Linked DNA regions of Mus musculus: region 1 is linked to region 2. A link is a contact called in public Hi-C data. All regions are on one chromosome and are shown on one strand. Each heading gives the region's core, a stretch centred on a gene start, on an enhancer-like site or on the middle of the called end of the contact. The rest is flanking DNA. Distances are from core to core; before and after follow the strand shown. Region 1 overlaps Col26a1 (collagen, type XXVI, alpha 1). Region 2 overlaps Gm38722 (a long non-coding RNA gene).

Evidence for each region. A called contact is a pair of places that touch in the nucleus more often than the background predicts.
Region 1: a contact with region 2 is called in a Hi-C map of bone marrow-derived macrophages, with 4 times the contacts expected there. The contact joins two enhancer-like sites. A contact is called at or near these places in 2 of 15 datasets of contacts at CTCF or cohesin (the NIH/3T3 cell line and embryonic stem cells), 47 of 484 Hi-C or Micro-C datasets (B cells, the G1E-ER4 cell line, the HL-1 cell line and 19 more) and 1 of 9 other capture datasets (embryonic stem cells).

What each region holds. Positions count from the first base shown.
Region 1 is chr5:136,755,729-136,762,985 of GRCm38.p6, reverse strand. It overlaps Col26a1 (collagen, type XXVI, alpha 1), which reads left to right. Exons shown (of 13, transcript NM_001346699.1): 5 at 5,198-5,354. Among named protein-coding and RNA genes, the nearest start is that of Myl10, 66 kb to the right of the region's middle. Within about 2 kb of position 2,170, at least 13 of the 459 cell types and tissues checked have an H3K27ac peak or open chromatin away from gene starts, as enhancers often do. A contact at or near this core is called in bone marrow-derived macrophages, where this site is marked.
Region 2 is chr5:136,658,679-136,666,044 of GRCm38.p6, reverse strand. All of the region lies in intron 2 of Gm38722 (a long non-coding RNA gene), which reads right to left. Among named protein-coding and RNA genes, the nearest start is that of Gm38722, 30 kb to the right of the region's middle. Within about 2 kb of position 1,319, at least 23 of the 459 cell types and tissues checked have an H3K27ac peak or open chromatin away from gene starts, as enhancers often do. A contact at or near this core is called in bone marrow-derived macrophages, where this site is marked.

The DNA.
Region 1 (7,257 bases), core at 921-3,420, 96 kb before region 2:
GAGGAAAATCTGACGGCTTGGCCTGGCTCCGGTTCAGCATTCTGGGTGTCAAGTCACAGCTTTTGGGGGCCAGCTGCCTCCTTCGCACCTGGCTCTCATACATGCCCTCTGGCTAAGAGCAATCCCTCCACCCCTAGCTCCCCATTTCTCACTCCCCTTGGGACATAGGGCCTCAGCAATAAACATCACAACTGCCAAACTTGCCCTCTGCCCTTCAGGCTGGCAGAGGGATGGAGGGACCTCAGGGTACCGTGAAAGAGCCAGCTCCAAGATGGGGTGTGGTGTCAGGGTATGATGCCCAAAGAGAAAGCTTGAATCTGAGGAGCCTGGGGCCCACCCTGGGGCAGAGCCCAACTCCTCAGCCCAGCTTGCTTAAAACAGACTTGTGAGCGCTCAGGTAAGGGCTGTGGACCGTGACTCCTCCCCATGCCATTTTCCAGCTGCCTATTCAGTGTTCACGTGTCTCCTGTCTGGGGCAGCCTGCCTAAGAGCCACAGGGCAGAAGCCTAGAGACTGAGACTTCTAGTTTCTCAGATAAGACTACTGTGTGGTTGGGGCTGAAGAGATGGCTCAGTGGTTAAGAACACTGGCTGCTCTTCCAGAGGTCCTGAGTTCAATTCCCAGCAACTACATGGTGGCTCTCAACCATCTCTGATGCCCACTTCTGGCGTAAAGGCGTATATACAGACAGAGCTGTATGGTGCATCAAGTTGCTCAAGACACACACACACACAACCAACAGGAGTTTACTCTCTAAGTATGTTTGTTCAAATGGGAAATCCAGGAATTGTCAGTCTTGGGATTTGTCCCGTGACCAAAGGACCCAGGATCATTAAGACTCTCCCCCCCCCCCCCTCAGGCTCCCCAGGGAATCGGTGTCTGTGACGCTTCGAGTTCTAAAGTGTCCCATCCTCACACTAAATCAATAATATAGAAGAGACAAGGGTTAGACAGCGTGCCCAGCAGACTTGTGCAGGGCTGCTGGGCTGTGTAGTTGCACAGAGGTCACCAGCTAAGCTGACTACTGGACAAAGCAGAAAGAGACTGCCGTGATCTATCGCTAATTACGCTTCCCCAGCCCTCTCTGGGACTCGCATGACAGATGCAACACAACTGGAAGATCTAGAGCAGTGGCTCTTCACCTGTGCGTCACGACCCATTCGGGAGTCAAACGACCCTTTCACAGGGGCTGCCTAAGGCCATTGGAAAACAGATATTTACATGATGATTGCAAAATTGCTGTTATGAAGTAGCACTGAAAATGACTGGGGAGGGAGGGTGTCACCACAGCACAAGGAACTGTGTCAAAGGGCTCCAGCATCAGGAAGGCCGAGAACCACTGCTCTAGAGCAAGGTATGAAGGGAAAGTTGGGGGAACAGGTGGCCATTAGGGTGGACTTCCCTTTGTCCCAGGCAGCATAGGCAAGAGGCCAGCAGGGCACCTGCTCCTCTCCTTTCCTGAGTCCCACTTCACAATCCACAAGAACTGGGAGGCACCCCAAAAAGTTTCTGCGTGTGAAAGTTGCACTGGTCTCTTGATGGAGGAAAGTAAGGACCAGGTTGTGATGACATCATCAGGTCACTGACACAGAATATCTGTAGTCTGGTTTTTTGTTTTGTTTTTTTACTTTTTCTTGAGTGTGTGTGTGTGTGTGTGTGTGTGTGTGTGTGTGTGTGTGTGTGCGCGCGCGCGCGCGCGCGCGCGCGCGTGCGCATGGTCATGAGTGCAGATATGCATGCCAGAGTGTGTGAGCAAGCACAGACAACTTGATGGAAGTCGCTTTTCTCCCTCCATGTGGACCCTAGGGGGCAAATTCAGGTCTGCAGGCTTGGCAGCAAGCTCAGGGGGTAACCCAGAGCCAGCACACCAGCCCATACTCCTACTTTCTTGGACTTGTGTCCACTTGTGTCCCTGTTAAGCTCAGTCTGGGCACAGATGGATTCCCCTCTTAGGACATCAGTCATGCTGAGCCAGGAGTTCAGGGGCTCAGGCTGAAGCAGATTCAGGTTTGACGGAGGCTGGGACACCTCTGCCTCCGTTCGTGGGCTCTGTGGGCCATGGTGGCCAAGTGGAAGCATCCAGAAGGAGTCAACTAACGAGCTGGGGGCAGGGTCCCTTTGAGGAAGCCCAGAACTTAGCAGGAAGAATACCTTGGTCAATCCTTAGCGGCATGGGGTAGACACTTCCTCTGGGATCCCTCTGACTTGATGATTGTCCTGGTCCCCACCAATCTTACCTCCTCCACAGCACCACCCCTCCACACCCCACCCCTGCCACCACACACACACACACACACACACACACACACACACACACACGTCCAACAACACAACTCTGTTCTCAGTAACCAAGCAAAACTGGGGAGCAGCCTTCTTCCCCCATCCCTAACAGAGGTCCCTGTCATGCCATGCTCGCATCTACTGTGCTGAGTCACCCATCCCATGCCACCCTCAGACACACATTCCTTCCGTTAAGTTACTTCCCTTCCCCTCTGCTGCGGCAGCATCCCAGCAGTAGCCTGAGCTCTGGGAAACCCACAGGCTGGGGCAGGATTCCGAACCCTCCCTTTCTGGTGGGAAACCTGGGAGGGGGTGGCAGGGTGTCAGGAGATCCGAGGCTGAGATCCTGGTCTGACCACCCACTCACTGGGTGACCTCAGAGGAGTTAAGTACAGTCTCTGAGTCTTGGTTTCCAGGTCATATATGAGAAAGATGCACAGAACCTTCCTGGCTCAAGGATCAAAGAGAGTGGCTTAGCTGAGTGGCCCTAGCGCCAGGTGGAGAGGAATCCCAGGTAGCTGAATTGGAAAGGCATACATACCTCCCATGAAACCTCAGGCTAGCCAGGTCCCAGGGTAGAGAAAACAGCTGTTTGGCCCATTGATTGCCAGCATCAGGGGGAGTAACGGGGTTCCCAGATGTACCCCTCTGCCCTAGGACCCATCGGACTCCAAGTCTGCCACCCAGAGCAGGGGTTGTCCTGTGTTCAGCCCAGGTACACAGCGCCCTCTGATGGACACTTCAGGAACAGCTAGGGCCCACTGGGTTTTGGAATTTTTATGTTGTTGTTGTTGTTAATTGGCACACAAAAGGGCTGGAGAAATAGCTCAGCATTAAGAGCACCCAGTGGTCTTTCCGAGGACCCAGATTCGGATCCTAGCACCCACATCACAGCTCGCAACTCCAGTTCCAGGGCTTCTGATGTTCTGTTCTGACCTCACGGTGCACAGACAGACATGCAGGCCAGATACTCACATACATAAAATAAAAACAAAAGCTCCAAAAGAGTCAGTGAGCCAAGCTGTGGGTCTCATTACGGTGTTTCCATACAGTGTTTCCATACATTACTTGAAAACTTGAATCAAGGGAAAGAGTTCCAGGCACAGGCTTCCAGTATTTGCCATCTTTGAGCCCCAGTTCCACTGAGAGGAGATGGCAGGGCATGGGGTACTGAGAGCCACTGCCTCAGTTTAGTGCCAACAGATGCCAAGAGCACCGAAACAGGCCATCTATACCTTTCTTTCCTGTCCATCTACCCACCTAACGACTCCTCCACCCATCCACCCATCCATCTGTCCATCCATCCATCCATCCATCCATCCATCCATCCATCCAACCACCCATCGAACCATCCATCTGTCCATCCATTCAACCATCCATCCATCCATCCATCCATCCATCCATCCAACCCTTCATCTGTCCATCCATCCAACCCTCCATCCTTCTATCTTTCTATCTGTCCATGTGTCCATTCATGATTATTCCCCAGTGAAGGAATTTGAACACACTAAGCCACAGAAAGAGGGGACAGGGTGCACACCTCACAGTCTCTCTGTGTCAATGAAGAGGGTGGGGCTCGCTGTCATTCAGTCATAGTGACAAATGGCTACAAATGAACCAGATGGTCTGGAAAGTGCTGCCTGAGAGTCATGAAACTTCTGATGTGGAAGGAAGGACAGAGATGTACCTACCAAAGGACAGCATCCCTGCTGAAAGGCATAACTCACCATGAGCGGCAGACAACTGGTCTCAGTGACCATCAGGGGTCATGTCGTGTGTCCCTGCATACCCATGACCCTGTTCTGCTCAAACAGCAACACTGACACACACACACACACACACACACACACACACACACAAAATGTCTCGTGTAGCCCAGGCTAGCCTTGAACTCCTATATACCCTTGGCTGGCCTTGAACTCTTAAACTCTTAAGGATTTTTTTTTTTTTTTAGATTTATTTATTGATTATAGGTAAGTACACTGTAGCTGTCTTCAGACACTCCAGAAGAGGGAGTCAGATCTCTTTTTTTTTTTTTTTTTGATTTATTTATTGATTATATGTAAGTACACTGTAGCTGTCTTCAGACACTCCAGAAGAGGGAGTCAGATCTCATTACGGATGGTTGTGAGCCACCATGTGGTTGCTGGGATCTGAACTCTGGACCTTCGGAAGAGCAGTCGGGCGCTCTTACCCACTGAGCCATCTCACCAGCCCGAGTCAGATCTCTTTACGGATGGTTGTGAGCCACCATGTGGTTGCTGGGATTTGAACTCTGGACCTTCAGAAGAGCAGTCGGGTGCTCTTACCCACTGAGCCATCTCACCAGCCCGAACTCTTAAACTCTTAATCCTTCTGTCACCACCTCCCAAACACTGGACACATGGGTGTTCCCATCATGCCCAGCTTTTCTTTTACATTTTGTTAAGTTTTTAAAAAACATTTTGTCTATTTTTTTGTGTGTGAATGTGTCATAGAGGCACACACATGCCACAGCACATGTTTGAAGGTCAGAGGACAATAAGCAGGAGTCAACTCTCTCCTTCTACCGTGTGGGGTCTCAGGGATCGAACTCAGGTCATCAGTTTTGGTGACAAGCTCTTTTACTTTCTGAGCCATCTCACCAACCCATTCTTTTTACCAAGTTGTCTAAAAGTGGTCACTACATTTTCCATGTAATCTTAATTGTATTCAACTCCAGAGAGAAGGGGTGGGGAGATCCTGACTATGAGAGAAAATATGCAGCATTTGTCTTTCTGAGTCTGTTTCATTTTGCTTAACATAATGATCTCTCTGCAAATGGCATTCTTCTTGATGGCTGAATAATACTCCACTGTGTATCTGGGCCCCACTCTTATCTGTTGCCTATCCTTGTCCTGGCTGGCTAAGGCCTGACAGTCCACCCTTCCTTGGCCAGGTCCTCTTGCTGGAAGCAGCTGAGCAGCCTTCAGGTCCAGACAATGACCTGCCACCCCCGCAGAGCACCCCACCAACCTGGAACGAGGACTTCCTGCCAGACGCCATTCCCATCGCACATCCAGGGCCCCGGAGGAGAAGACCCACAGGTCCAGCTGGTGAGAAGGACCCACAGGGGAGGGATCTGGCCAGGGAGTGAGGTCAGAGTGGGCAGTGGGCGCCCGGGGCCTCTACACATAGGCTACACCCTGTCCTCCTGGGTCTAATTTGCTCATGTGGCGTGTTGAAACTTGAACTAATTACAAAAAAAGGTAAATTAAGCATAATATTAGAATTTTACATTCTTCTTTTAAAAAGTGACCGATCTAGCCAGTACTGGTAGCATACGTCTGTGATCCTAACTACCGGGGAGTCTGAACCTGGTGGGTTATAAGTTTAAGGTCCATCTGAGCCATGGAGTGAATTTAAGGCCAGCCTAAGCAACTTAGCAAAGCCATATCCTGTTTCAAAGTATAAAAGATGCTGAGAGTGTGGCTTAGTGGTAGAGCCCCTGCCTAGAATCCCCCAGGGAGGGGCTGGGGGCGTGGTTCAGTGATAGAGCCTCTGTCTGGTATGTGTGAGGACCTGTGTTCATCTCTCAGGATGGTAATAAATAAAAAGAAAAAAAGCAAGCCCTGGAAGCATGCAGCTGTTCCTAAGGCACACAGAGCCCCATAGATCCATGTTGAGCTCTGCTGTCCAACTCCTGATCCTCCTGCTTCAGCCTTTTGTGTGCTAAAATTTAGACCTGGGCCACTATCCCTGGCTTCTTTTCAAGAGCAAAAATAAGAAGACCTTTCTATAGACTCCCCTCAGAGGTCCAGGCTTTGTGGCCGGGCTGCAGAGTGCTGCTGATGTTCGTGGCCAGCACAGTTGCAGTTGTCATGCCTGCTTGTCCTGGGGTCCTTTCTGTTGCCTGATGACCCGCTCTAAACCAAAAACAGCTTAGGGAACGTAAGGGCTTTTTTCAGCTTATACATCAGTCCACTACTGAGGGATGTCAGGACAGAAACTGGAAGCAAAACCCATGGAGGAATGTTGCTTGCTGGGTCACCCACAGCCCCACACTTACCTAGTTTTCTTAAACGACCCAGAACCACCTGCCTTGGGACAGTGCCACCTCACAGTGGGCTGGGCCTTCCTACAGCAATGAACTTCAAGACAATACATCACAGACATGCCCCAGGCCAATCCTATCTAGGTGTTTTCCATAGCCGAGACTAGCTTGTCAGTTGACCCAGGGCTGTGTCTAACTGACAGAGCTAACTAACACACTTAGATAGTGCTGGCCTCAGGCTGTATACCATGGTGATGGTGATGGTGATGATGGTGGTGGTGGATGTGGGGGTGAGATGTCCTTCAAGATGGGTCACTGTCCCCACTGTGTCCCCCCTAGATATTTTGATAAATTCACAAGTTTGCATCATGTGTCCTCTACCTTATTCCCTGAAACAGGGTCTCTCACTGACCCTGGAGCTAGGCTGGAGGCTAGCAACCCCTCACGATCCCTCTTTCTCTGCCACCCCGCTCCAACAGTGCTGCATTATAAGTGCAAGCAGCCATGCCTGGCTGTACGTGTCATTCCCAACTTAAATCAAAGCATGTGAACGAACAAGTTAGAGATAGCAACTAAAACTCAGACACTTTAGGTAAGTGCCTGGAGGTCCTGGGAATATGATCTAGTCCCCTCTTTCTCCTCTCCTGATGAACCCCAGGATTCACCTCTAGAGTTCACACATATGCCCCTGATCCCAGGCCCCAAATCTCCTGTGTTACATAGTCTCAAAACTCATTGATGCTCTTGATTGGAACTTTATCAGAGAAAGTGAAGTTCCAGGCATGGCCAGCAGGTGGCAGACACACCCCGCTAATGGTGACTCCTGCGTTTTCCTGCCTCCTTGAGTGAGATTTTCCAGCAAGAGGTTCTTTAGAGACTCTCTCACAGACCAGAGTCAAATGCAATTTTAAATGCTGTGCTCCATACACGGCCCTCAGCTGACTCAGAAGTAAGACAAAGTATGT
Region 2 (7,366 bases), core at 70-2,569:
ACCTCACACTTCCAAACTGACATCACGAAGCAGGGGAGCCCTTCAAGTCCTCCCATCAAGAGGGGGTCCTCAAAGAAGTTTTCAGCCCTTCCTTGGATCCAGGTAGGCACCTGTGAGCCCAAGAAGGGGTGCCAAGTGTGAAAAGCAGGTGTTCCCCAAATCCCACAAGCACGGGGGCTGCAGTCACATACTTCTAGAATGAGGGGCATTTATATCCACAGGCACATCATAAACAAAGATCCACAAGTACACAGAGAGACACACAGTCATACAGACAGACAAACACACACATGGCTACACATACAGACACATGCAGACAGACACACATATAGACAGACAGACATACACATAGTCATACATACAGATACACACAGACAGACAGACACGTACATATAGACAGACAGACACACATGTCCACACATACACACACACACTCATATACAGACAGACACACTCACACATAGCCACAATATAGACACACACATACATATACACAGCCACACATACACAGCCACACATATACACACTCACATACAGATATACCCACACAAAGATGCACACTCACACATAGCCACACAGACAGACAGACACATAGATATACACACACACACATGGAGACACACACATACGCAATCATACACATAGCCACACACACACATAGACAGCAATTCATTCACACACTTACACGCAAACAGATACATACTTGAAAGCTAGCATTTATTTACAGAGTCACCCCCATGCAGGGAAATACATTCACACACAACAGACACACAAACATACATGCGAACACACTAATACCCAAATTCACACACACTGACACTCCCTGAGTCATTTCTTCTTGTTTTCCTCCTCCTCCTCTTCCCTCTTCCTCCTCCTCCTTCTCTTTGTTTCTCCCCCTCATCTCATTTGTACTAGTCTCACATAGCCCAGGCTATCCTTGAATTCATTATGCAGTCAAGAATGGCTTTGAATTTCTGATTCTCCTGCCTCTACCTCCTGGGTGTTAGGATTACAAGTGTGCACCAATGCCTGGATGCCCATAGTTTGTCTTAAAGAATACTCTATACTAGGAAGTTGAGAGCAGAGCAACTACCACATGGACACAAAAACCCAGGTCGGGCCAAAAGCAGGCTAAGACTAAGGTCGGGGCTACGGCCAAAGTCTAGTTAGCACTTGCCGCTGCGCCACCCACTTTCTCCTTATTTTGGCCTCTAAGTGTCAGGAGTCATAGCCCAGTGAGGGATCCAGACTCCCATCTCTCCTTTGCTGTTCTCTCTTTTTAACAACCAAGAAACGGGAAGTTAGACTGGTTTCCACAAACACCACTAGGTGGCGCTCCGCTAACGAAAATCTGAATGGACCGCACGGCCAGCTCATCCAGACCAAGGCTGACCTCCTGCCTCCATCTAAGTCACAGTGCCCCAGGTTCTCAATCCCTGTGTGTCCCAGCCTCAGCTTCCATTTAAGGCCTGAGGCAGATAAATGGGAGAGGGGACAAGGTTAGCTTATGGCTGCTCCCACCCAAGTGGTTCATATCCACTCTGCCTCCCTAGTTTCTAGAACGGAACAGAGGCAGGGTCAGGACGGGGCTCATTGGTAGAGCCGCACCTACAAACACCCAGTGAAGGAGCTGGGAGCCTGGCTCAACAGCAGAGCACCTGCAAAGCCCTGGATCCTAACTCCAGCACCAAAACTTAGTGAGTTAATCAAATTAAAAGTGCGATGATAGAGCCAGGCATGGTGGCAGCTGACTATAATCCTAGCAGCACTCGGGAGGCTGAAGTGGGTAGAAATTGGATTTTAAGGGCAGCCTGAGCTATGGTGAGATAAAGGTTCAGTAAGCAATAGTGACTCAGTTTCCCTCTTTCAGTTCCCCTGGGACAGCACTACCTAGCATCTATCTTTGCCCTCTCAGTTTGGGGGGGATGGTTTCAAAGCCCATAGAGAGATGGGAAGACCCATACTCTCCACTATACCCAAACGAAAGGGTCAGAGGCCCAGGTCCACCACTGAGCCGGCCCCATCCAAGGGAGCAGTTTTAATTTTACTGCTTGTCAGTCCAGGATCCATCCAACATTCCTTCCTCCAGGAAGGCTTTCATGACTTACTCCTAAGTAAAGACTCCAGCTGGACCTTCTACAGTAGGAAGTCCTGGGCCACAAAGTACTGTGGACTCAGAAGGTCCCCTAGTCAGACACACGGTGGGCTTGGCCAGTTGTCAGTGACGGGCTCTGGGGCAGAGATAGAATCACGATACTGGATCTTGGGAAAGCCTGTGAGGTGTCAGACACTGGTGTGATTAGAAAGGCCTTTAGGGTAGGTGATGAAAACTTAGAAAATACCCTAAGAGAAGTAGGTTTCATCTCATGTCATGAACCTCACTGGCTCAGAGAGGTCAAGTGGCTGATAGAACATCACACAGCAGAAGCAACACACAACGTGAGGCTGAGTGAAAAAAAAAGGGGGGGGAAGGAGAGGGAAAGAAAACTAAAATTAAGAAAATAAATATATGGGCCAGGTGTGGTGGCACACGCCTTTAATCCCAGCACTTGGGAGGCAGAGGCAGGCAAATTTCTGAGTTCGAGGCCAGCCTGGTCTACAAAGTGAGTTCCAGGACAGCCAGGGCTACACAGAGAAACCCTGTCCCGAAAAAAAAAAGAAAGAAAGAAAGAAAGAAAGAAAGAAAGAAAGAAAGAAAGAAAGAAAGAAAGAAAGGAAGGAAGGAAGGAAGGAAGGAAGAAAGGAAGGAAGAAAGGAAGGAAGAAAAGAAAATACATATATATATGAACACATGTATACACATGCACATACACTCCTTAGAATAGTCCAGATGGCACCTTTAACTTGTATCAAATGTTATCTACTTCTGTAAGACTCACCCCTAGGTACTATCTGTCACCCTGCCATATTAGCCTTGAGTAATAGACAGACTGCAGTAATACAGTCACCAGGACAATGACAGCAGTAATGAATGTCCCTGTGTGTGTAGAGGTCAGCAGGGCTGGGTCAGGCTGGGTCAGCAGGGCTGGGTCAGCTCAGGCAGCCTCCCCGATGCCAAGTCCCTGCAGTCCATGGACTCAGGCTGAGAGTCCTAGGGCACAGGGCAGATCCAGATGGAAACCCCAGGAAGGCACAGAGGCAGGAGTGAGCTCTGCACTGGCCTTGGGAGTCTGTGTTCTTGCCCCTGGGCAGCTCTGGGTCCTGCTTGGAGCTTCATTCATACAAGGTGAGCTGGCCTGGCTGAGCAGCAGAGAGTGGAGGGGGCGTAGAGACATAAACAGAGAGGCATGTTGCCACTGTGAAGACCACCCAGGGATGCGCATCAGGCCCCTCCTTCTCCCATTCCTTCCCTCTCCCGCTTCCTTTCTTTTCTCAGTGCCGGTCACTATTCATTCACCCAGAGTGTCAGCATCTTCCTCCTCCTCACCTCACAAACCAGCCGGACCAGCCACGAAGCCGGCCAGCGCCGAGGCCAGGCCCTCGGGTGCCAGGTTACCCAGCATGTATCAGAAGACAGCTGACTTCTCTGCTTCCCCTTCCAGAAGCCTGGAAAAGGCGCCAGGCCCAGCTCCCAGCCCCCTCGACATCTGCCACATGGGTGACTGGTGCCAAGTGTCCCTGGACAAGACAATATCTTAAGACTCCCCTTGGGCCAGGTGTGGTGGCCCACGCCATTAATCCCAGCACTTGGCAGAGGCAGAGGCAGAGGAGGCAGAGGAGGCAGAGGAGGCAGAGGAGGCAGAGGAGGCAGAGGAGGCAGAGGAGGCAGAGGAGGCAGAGGAGGCAGAGGCAGAGGCAGAGGCAGAGGCAGAGGCAGAGGAGGCAGAGGAGGCAGAGGAGGCAGAGGAGGCAGAGGAGGCAGAGGAGGCAGAGGAGGCAGAGGAGGCAGAGGAGGCAGAGGAGGCAGAGGAGGCAGAGGAGGCAGAGGAGGCAGAGGAGGCAGAGGCAGAGGCAGAGGCAGAGGCAGAGGAGGCAGAGGAGGCAGAGGAGGCAGAGGAGGCAGAGGAGGCAGAGGAGGCAGAGGAGGCAGAGGAGGCAGAGGAGGCAGAGGAGGCAGAGGAGGCAGAGGAGGCAGAGGAGGCAGAGGCAGAGGCAGAGGCAGAGGCAGAGGCAGAGGCAGAGGCAGAGGCAGAGGCAGAGGCAGAGGCAGAGGCAGAGGCAGAGGCAGAGGCAGAGGCAGAGGCAGAGGCAGAGGCAGAGGCAGAGGCAGAGGCAGAGGCAGAGGCAGAGGCAGAGGCAGAGGCAGAGGCAGAGGCAGAGGCAGAGGCAGAGGCAGAGGCAGGCAGAATTTAAGGCCAGCCTGGTCTACATAGTGAGTTCCAGAAAAGCCAGGACTACACAGAGAACCCTTGTCTCTAAATTAATTAATTAATTAATTTTAAAAATAAATAAATAAATAAAATTTAAAAATAAATAAATAAATTTTAAAAGTCTTTGTGGAGTCTCTCAGAGACCATTTGTTCAAAGGTTGATGGCTTCTGGGGTTCTGCACAGCAGATCACAGCAGCAAGTCTGAAGTTCCCACGAATCACTCCATCAAGGTCCCAGGCAGCCCCAAGCAAGATTCAGATGACACCGGCATATAATTGACCTAATTCAGACACAGGCTACACCACAGCTGGCCCTTGAGCCTTCCCAGGGGACAGGCTTTGCTGAACTGTGTGTATGACTGCAAAAGGGATGTCCAACTTGCTTACACGAAATGACTACTATAAAATTAATCAATTAGTTAATTAGCTACATTAATTAATTAAAATAGAAGTGTGATTCAAGTTCAGCCTCCGACTTACCTGAAGTCTGGGCAGACGTGAAATATGATCCTCCTGCCTCAGCCTCCTGAGTGCTAGAATTAGAAGTGTCACCTAGCCAAAAAACTTTATTTCAGCCAAACGCATATTCTGTGTCTCTTTGCCCTTGAAGTCACCCCCTCCTCGCCCACCAGATGAATCAACAGAGTGCCCAGGACCCAAGTGTTAGTAAAAACTTTCAAAGCTATCCAGCCAGCAGGCCACTCTTTTGGCAGTATGCATTGTTTTTGATGATGCTAGCACAAGGAAACCCAGGGCCTTGTTCATGCTAGATCTCTGAGCCACGCCCCCAGCTCCTCATTGGGGGATTCTAGGCAGGGGCTCTTTCACTGAACCACGCCCCCAGCCCCTCCCTGGGGGATTCTAGGCAGGGGCTCTACCACTGAGCCACGCCCCCAGCCTCTCCCTGGGGGATTCTAGGCAGGAGCTCTACCACTGAGCCACGCCCCCCAGCTCCTCACTGGAGGATTCTAGGCATGTGCTACATCACTGACTTATACATCCCCCTCAAAAAAGAAGTACTCATTAAGGGAGACCTGTAGCTGATACCATATTGTATGCACACCTTCTCAGTCCCATAGCCTTGGGCCTCACAGACACTCCATCCGCACAGGTACACTGTCTTGCCAGCCTCCCTGAGCCCCACCACCTCCTAGGTAACTGAAAGCTCAGTACACAGTGACTGTTTCAAGTCCAGCCTGCATCCCAAGCCAGGGACTAGAAGGTAGGCACAGGGGAAGCCACTGAGTGCCCACTCTGGGCTAGATTGTGACTTTTAGTTTGTGCTCAGCAGAACTCTCTACAAGAGTAATCAGGGGTAGAAGCAGAGAATATAAAGTGGGGGCTGGGGGGTATGGGAAGGACAGGGCAGCTCTTAGGGAGTCCTATCTCTGCCCTTGACAGTTCCTTTACCCCCACAGCTCCCTATGCCTCCTTCAGATCTTTCTGTGACAAAGGATGACTCCAACCAGAGCCTGGTCCTTTCTCACCTCAGAACTCAGGCTAAGAAGCCACTCTAACCTCAAGGCATATTTTCTGTTCCCTCTGTTTTCTCCACCCAATTCCTCTCCTCCCTCTCCCCAAACCATCTTACCCTGTAGCACAGGCTGGCCCTAAACCCTTCATCCGAGGATTACAGGTGCATCCTGTTCTGACGCCCAGCTTGGATTTTCTTTCATTTGAAACTTTCTTACATTTGAAAATATAAGGAGCAAAATGTGGCTAGGAGTGCCAGGCCACGGGTCTGTGATCCCAGCACTTTAGAGACAGGGGCAAGAGGAGCAGGAGTCAGGCTAGATTCCACTGTGTAGTGAGTTCAAGGCCAACATGGACTATATAAGAAAGGAAAGGGGCTGGAGAGATGGCTCAGGAGTTAAGAGTAAGTTTGCTAGTTGTTCTTCCAGAGGTCCTGAGTTCAATTCCCAGCACCCACATGGCACCTCACAACTGAGTAACTCCAGATCTAGGAGACTCGATGCCCACTTCTGACCTCCTTGGGCACCAGATATGCACATGGTGCACAGACATACATTCAGGCAAACATACATGCAAAATAATAAAATACATCTTTAAAATCTTTTCTTTTGCCAGGCGTGGTGGCGCACACCTTTAATCCCAGCACTCGGGAGGCAGAGGCAGGCAGATTTCTGAAGTGAGTTCCAGGACAGCCACGACTATTCAGAGAAACCCTGTCTCGAAAACAACAACAACAACAAACCTTTTCTTTTATATAAAGAAAGAATAAAAGGAAGGGAAAAAAGAGGGGATATAGAGAAAAAGTCTTGATAGGTAAACTGCTTGTCCTGCAAGCATGAAGATTGGAGCCAAGACTCCCAGAACCCACATCAAAGTGGAGAAGCCTAGTGACCATGTGAACCTGTGAACACGGCAAGGAACAGGGAGACCCCTGCGCAAGCTTGCTAGCTGGACAGGGCAGAGTCAGGGAGCTCTGAGCTCAGTGAGAGACCCCACCTCAATAAACAACAGACAATAGAAGACACCTGACATCAACTTTGGGGTTTCCACATGCACTCTGATACACATACACACTCACACATACATATATACACATATACACACATGCATACACACACACACACACACACATTTTAATTAAAAGGAAAACCCAGGAATTAAGGAATTAAACCCTAAACAATACTTCCTTGTCTGTAGCCCAGCTGTCTGCTAATTCATCTGTTTGTTAGGTGCGAGTTCCAGCTGTTTGGGGTACCCAGAGAAAAGAACCTGTCCTCCCCATCCCCACCTGTTCAGGCTGCTCTGTCCAAGGGACTTCAAACAACTAGTCACATCACAGCCACAGTCAAGAGCAGAGAGAAATGAATTTATGCTTGCTCACTTGCTTGTTCGCTTGCTGTGCTTTTCTGGATTTCTCTGCTCCTGTACAGTTCACGAACCCCTGTGGAAGGAATGGTGCCACCCACGGTGTGCACATTAATTCATCTAATTAAGATAATCCCTCCTGGACATGCTTACAGGCCAACCCAAAGAAGACAACCCTTCATTGAGACTCACTTCCCAATTGACGACTAAAGCTAGCC